Linked DNA regions of Gadus morhua: region 2 is linked to region 1. Evidence: chromatin contacts called from public Hi-C data. All regions are on one chromosome and are shown on one strand. The core of a region is the stretch at or near the end of the contact, and the rest is flanking DNA. Distances in the headings are between cores, read along the strand shown.

Region 1 (2,960 bases), core at 120-2,619:
AAGCAAAAGAGAGATACATATGCAGCGGCTGAACAGAGAATGGCAAGGCTCCCTTCATACACAGCTATTACTGCAAGAAGACCATGGCCAGGGGGAAACAGTGCTTATGCATCCCAGTGTGTTCATTTAGCAAACACATATTAACCAGTAACATTAATGGCAAGCCTTGTAATGGAAAACATATTATGGAATACACAAAGCGATGGCTGTTTAATGTTATTTAATATTAACAAGCCTTTTAGAATAAAATATTAATCTCCAGTACCATACCCCAGTTTGAACAACACTTTTTAGAGCCTAGTTCTTTGAATGTTATACCTTTAAAACAAATAAAGTAAAACAATGAATGGTGGAGTGACCCAGACACTCACGTCTTCGTTGGTGGTCAGATTGGAAGCAACCAGGTAGGTATGGAAGCCCGAGAGGCCCAGGATGGACCAGACGGAGAAGAAGCAGATGACCAGCTCCACCGCAGTGCAGACACGTTAAGGCCACACACAGCACTTCACAAGACACACAGTATGCATTATCTTGACGCATTCACATGCAAGTTTCAGACTCTTGCTAACAACAGCTTTTCAGGACTATGAATGATTTATTTTTTTTACAGACAGAGGAGGAAGTTAGAAAGTGAACAATGTATATATAGATGATGATGAAATGCTGGTTAAGGGAATTCGAAGAAAGCCTCTGGCTGAAAGGATATCTGCCAGGACTCTCCTGCAGTGCGAACACCAGGCCTTTTCCATCTTGAGCCCCTTAAGCCAGAGAGACAAAACACACATAGGTCCATACATCATGAGACCTGTAAACACTGCTTAGGAACTGAAAACGAATCAGAATAAAAGACGACTTTTAAAAGTTTGTTTTGCCTTATTTGCCTGAGCTAGCAACCCAATTGAGCACCTGAATAATAATCCCTTCGTGTTCACTTGCTGATACATTTGTTATGGTAAACTGCTTAGCACGAGCGTGAGGATTTTGTGGAGCGGTCTTACCGGGCCTGTTTTTGCAGCACAGCTACAGTGTAGTAATTCCATGCAGAAGGAGAGGGAGGGGGGGGGGGGGGGGGGGGGGGCTTACTCAGTGCAAGGTGGGTGGTCACGCAGCCGAAGATGAAGGCTGTCAGGAACGAGAGCGACACGATGAAGGTGTAGAAGAAGCGGTAGTTGCGCTTGCCGACGCAGTTGCCCACCCAGGGGCAGTGGTGGTCGAAGCGCTCTGGCAGGGGGAACGGGCTCAGGTTAGGGGACACAAGTCTGAACTCCACAACGCCAGAGATAAATCAGCAATAAACATTGTTTTTACTTTAGGTATTGAACCATTCTTATAATTAGAAGTAATAGCAGTAGTAGAAGTAGTAGTAGTATATTAATAATATTATTATTATTTATATAGCACCTTTTAATACAGGAAAAGGTGGGTGTTTGGTAAAAGTGCAAAGAATTATAATGTCCCTGGTTATATGAACAGTAGAAAAAAAACACTAGAGTCCGTCTCCATTCAACGCCCGCTCAATGTGGCACCCAGTCTTTACAGAGGCTGGTGGCGTGGGGGGGCGTCTCTCATTACCACCACCACCGGCATGCACCGGGTTACGTGAGTTAATGATCCGGGCGGTTAAATGTCAGCCGTCACACCCACCTACGCAGTTGTCACACAGACTGCAGTGGGAGGTGCGCGGGGGCCGGAACATCTTGCAGGTGAAGCAGTACTTGAGCTTCACCGCCTGCTGGTTGATGAGCACCTCCCTGGTGCGCGGCGGCGGGCGGTAGGTGGTGTTGCCGGCGTCGTCTGCACCCGAGACAGAGAGAAGGGGTGAGAGAGAGAGGGAAGGGGAGAGAGAGAGAGAGAGAGAGAGAGAAGGGGTGAGAGCGAGAGAGAGAGAAGGGGTGAGAGAGAGAGAGAAGGGGTGAGAGAGAGAGAGAAGGGGTGAGAGAGAGAGAGAAGGGGTGAGAGAGAGAGAGAGAAGGGGTGAGAGCGAGAGAGAGAGAAGGGGTGAGAGAGAGAGAGAAGGGGTGAGAGAGAGAGAGAAGGGGTGAGAGAGAGAAAGAGAGAAGGGATGAGAGAGAGAAAGAGAGAAGGGGTGAGAGCAAGAGAGAAGGGGTGAGAGAGAGAGAGAGAGAGAGAGAGAAGGGGTGAGAGCTAGAGAGAATGGGGTGAGAGAGAGAGAGAGAAGGGGTGAGAGAGAGAGAGAGAGAGAGAAGGGGTGAGAGAGAGAGAGAGAGAGAGAAGGGTAGAGAGAAGGGTAGAGCAAGAGCAAGAGAGCGAGAGCGAGAGCGAGAGGTATAACAGTGACTAGAAATATAATTGGCTATATCGATGAGGGAAGTGTGACTGTCCCATTTAGGTCAATAGTGACCACGTTTCTTTTTTTTTTTTTTGTTGGCGTTGTTTAAAAAGTGACAGGCAAGGTGTTTGTTTATTTTGGACAACTATGGAGAGACATTATTAGACATTTAGCGAGGCATCCTAACTCGTCATCACTTAAACAAAAAGTGCCTGGGGTTGTTTGGCCGGGCCTGACTTACCGATCTGCTTCTCCACATCAGCAGCTTCGTCAGGGGTGGCTCTGGGCAGGATGCCGGGGTCGCTGAAGCTGGTCTGCACCAGTGTGATGACCACGAACACAAACAGGGCTCCACCAATCACAGGGATGCACACGGTCAGGTGCTGGACCAGGAAGGGGCAACTGGAGAGGAAACACAACCGTGGACAAAACTGAGTTCCACTTACAAACGCGGAAATAATTACATTTGTATTTAAAAGGGTGAAACTAGAGCTCTGTCAATGTAGCAATTCAGATTTTCAATGCTTTTCTTTGACTTTGAAGGACAAGAAGGGTTGTTTATATACTAGATCCTCAAGTTTAATTTGATATGTAAAATTGTAGTAGCTATTAGACCTTATTTCATTACAACGATGGACTACATGCACCTAATTCAGATTTAGGTCATTTA
Region 2 (2,960 bases), core at 231-2,730, 170 kb before region 1:
GTTCCAATCCTACTATTTATAAACGTGAAGACATAGGCATGGCGAATCCAAATGTGGAAGTATTGTGTTCTTCGCGAAATACCACCCAAAGTTCTGAATATCAAACGTATTTATAGCTAGTCTTTTTTAAGACACAGATACTTCCTCCATTTGTTCACTGTTTTTCTAATTTGGTGTGGGTGCTGCCTGTAAGAGCCCAGGGTCATTTTATGCAAGGGTTCGTGATGGGGAATCAAGCATACAAGGATTGTACATTAGGTACAAACAAAAACAAGAAGAGGAACCTGAAATGGCAGGCGCAACTATAAGGATCGATAATTAGTAATTTATTCAAAGTTATGTCTTACTCCAAGTCAATGTTACAGATACCAAACTCATGAAATCCCTCGGGCCATCGCGGGTGACTGAGAGATTAGTTTTAGATTAATAAATGCTAGACAATCTTAGTGTGGGAATCGAGTGATGGGCGGACAGAGAGACCGTGTGACAGAATTTGAGAGAGAGAGAGAGAGAGAGAGAGAGAGAGAGAGAGAGAGAGAGAGAGAGAGAGAGAGAGAGAGAGAGAGAGAGAGAGAGAGAGAGAGAGAGAGAGAATAACAAAGTGAGAGTGACCCTTGTCTTGAACATAATTCCAGACCACTAAAGGTTCATGTGGAGGCTGGCTTTTGTGTGGCCTATTCCCCTTGATGCCATAATTACTCCTATGTAGAGCCGAATACTGCAGGGAATGTCAAAAAAACGGCTCCAGACTGGGAATTAATGTAGCTACCATTCGCACGCCAGCTCTTTCTTTTCTAAGAGGTCTGTTTACTTCAGATTGCTCCCCAAACAAAGGCACAAATACTTGTTCTGCCCTTGAGGAATTGAAAATGATTTTTTCTATCGGGAGCTGGCATCTATGCACATTTATCAAGCCCCAACCAAAGGGATTTGTTGTGTCTGCATTGCAATTAGGTTGGTCTATATTTATCTGATAAACATATTTCAAGCAGGTAATACAGAGATGAAACCATATTGTTTATCTGCTCTGGCAAGCTTGCACTTAATAAGGCAAAGGTGGGGCAACATAGAAGAACCAATTACCATAATAATTACGTGGAACTAATTTCTGAGAGCATTCGAAAGAAACACACACCCTCATTCACATGGCAACGCCAAATATTTACATCCACGGGAAACACATGGGCCATGAGAGAAATGTGTGCGCAGTAGCAATGCAGTTCAGCAGATAACCAGGAGAGGTCAGAGTATTCCATCACTTGTTTTGTGGTTTCTGAAAAATAAAATTTAAAATTAACGCAGATGTTTATGTAGGTAATAAAAATGACGTATCAATCCTATTTGATGTGTCATATGCTTTGCGCCTACCCTAACTAAATATAAATTAAAAGGGAAGGACGAGGTTGATAGGCTGGTAGTTTAACGCCTCGCACTTTAGGAAGGAGCCAGGTAAACGTGTTGTACACAACGGCGCATGCGCAGTTGTAATCTGCCTAATGCGGAATTAGCCGTTACACCTTTCATAACAAATACTGATTTTTCAAAAACTTTCCCTCGGTTCGTATATTGTAGGACGGGATTCAAATTATCGAACTTCATAACTTTTACGTTTTCAAAAGTTGAGCGGCTGAATTGAGGGCTAAAGGTGGTTAGCGGGGCTAGTTCCGCCTTCTGGGCCAGTGTTGGGTCGTGTGATTGGAGATCAGCGACTCGTCAAGTGTCACGTTAGGATCCACGTTAAGAGTTACAGACTAACCTTTGCTCCGTGTGTCCATGGGCTGGAGAGAACGTCATTTTCTTATTAAAGGGTGAGTACTGCCTATCCGAGTTGCTTATTTGTGTTATAAATATATATATATATACACACACACACAACCACCACTGTTTAGAAGTAGCCAAATAGGCTAACATAAGCTAACGCTACAATTTACTGGAATATCCACCTGTTGCTGGCGACTACATCAGGATTAACGCTATGCTCGAACGAATTCGACTATTTACGTTATCACAATTATGAAAGAAATAGGGTTATCATATAGCAGCCATCATCGTGGATGTTAGATACCCTGTCTTGTTGAAATTGGCAAGCTAACGCCAAACAAGTGATCTTGGACTACATAAGTTTATGATTTAAATCCTACTAGTTAAGCGTAAATGCACTTAGTCTCGACGTCGATGTTTATTGATAGGCGATATTCCCCGCATGTCGTTTGGACGACAGGCAGATATGTTACGCCTTTTTATTGCTTTTTTGTGGTTTTAATGAGCATTCGGTTGAATCAGTGGGCTCGTCTATTCATTGTGGGCCTGGTGAAAGACCTTCCAAACACTGTACCAGCAACTGTCATCCTATACTGCTATCCTACACTGCATCACATCACTCCATACAATCCTGTTTTAAGTACACGATACATCCCGCACGTTCTTTAGTCGCCTGATTTCAACCGCGCAAGCCTCTCCACACATTCCTGTACAGTCAGAGCAAGCCCTTCTACTTGTTTCAACAGGTACCTGTGTTTCTTCAGTACCTCATTATCCTAAGGTATTCTCATACGCCCCTGTACTGTCTCTGTAGGGTGTTTTGCTTTACTCCTGGACAACATAGAAAGGGAAAAGCCGTAAAGACATTTGAAATTGTTTTTAAATTTTATGGAGTAATCGGCTCATGACCTTGTACGTCAGCGCACTATTACAACTTGCTATAACATTGAAACTTGCTATAACATTTCCACAACAAATAAACAGGCGTATTTTTTGTTTAAATTATAAAATATGTACATATCCATTTGTAAAATCGCGGTAACCCCTGCGGATGAACTTTAGCCTTTATAATATAGCATCCATCTGAATAGATTATCAAGTAGGCTACTCTTCACTTTGTGTTGTACAAATCAGCCTGGTAGGGGAAATGGCATACATAATTAACAACAAAGTAGGCCAGCGACTGGGCAATACATGTT

Evidence for each region. A called contact is a pair of places that touch in the nucleus more often than the background predicts.
Region 2: a Hi-C map of gonad shows a contact between it and region 1, with 5 times the contacts expected there. The contact joins the promoter of phactr4a here to the promoter of LOC115536321 in region 1. A contact is called at or near these places in 4 of 6 Hi-C or Micro-C datasets (blood, gill, gonad and 1 more).

Annotation. Positions count from the first base shown.
Region 1 is chr22:9,774,173-9,777,132 of gadMor3.0, reverse strand. It overlaps LOC115536321 (terminal nucleotidyltransferase 5A), which reads right to left and starts at 1,369. Exons shown (of 2, transcript XM_075074176.1): 1 at 1,348-1,369. zdhhc18b (zDHHC palmitoyltransferase 18b) reads right to left here. Exons shown (of 9, transcript XM_030348130.1): 2 at 2,532-2,692; 3 at 1,645-1,794; 4 at 1,084-1,221; 5 at 707-758; 6 at 372-474.
Region 2 is chr22:9,942,753-9,945,712 of gadMor3.0, reverse strand. It overlaps phactr4a (phosphatase and actin regulator 4a), which reads left to right and starts at 1,480. Exons shown (of 16, transcript XM_030348113.1): 1 at 1,480-1,808.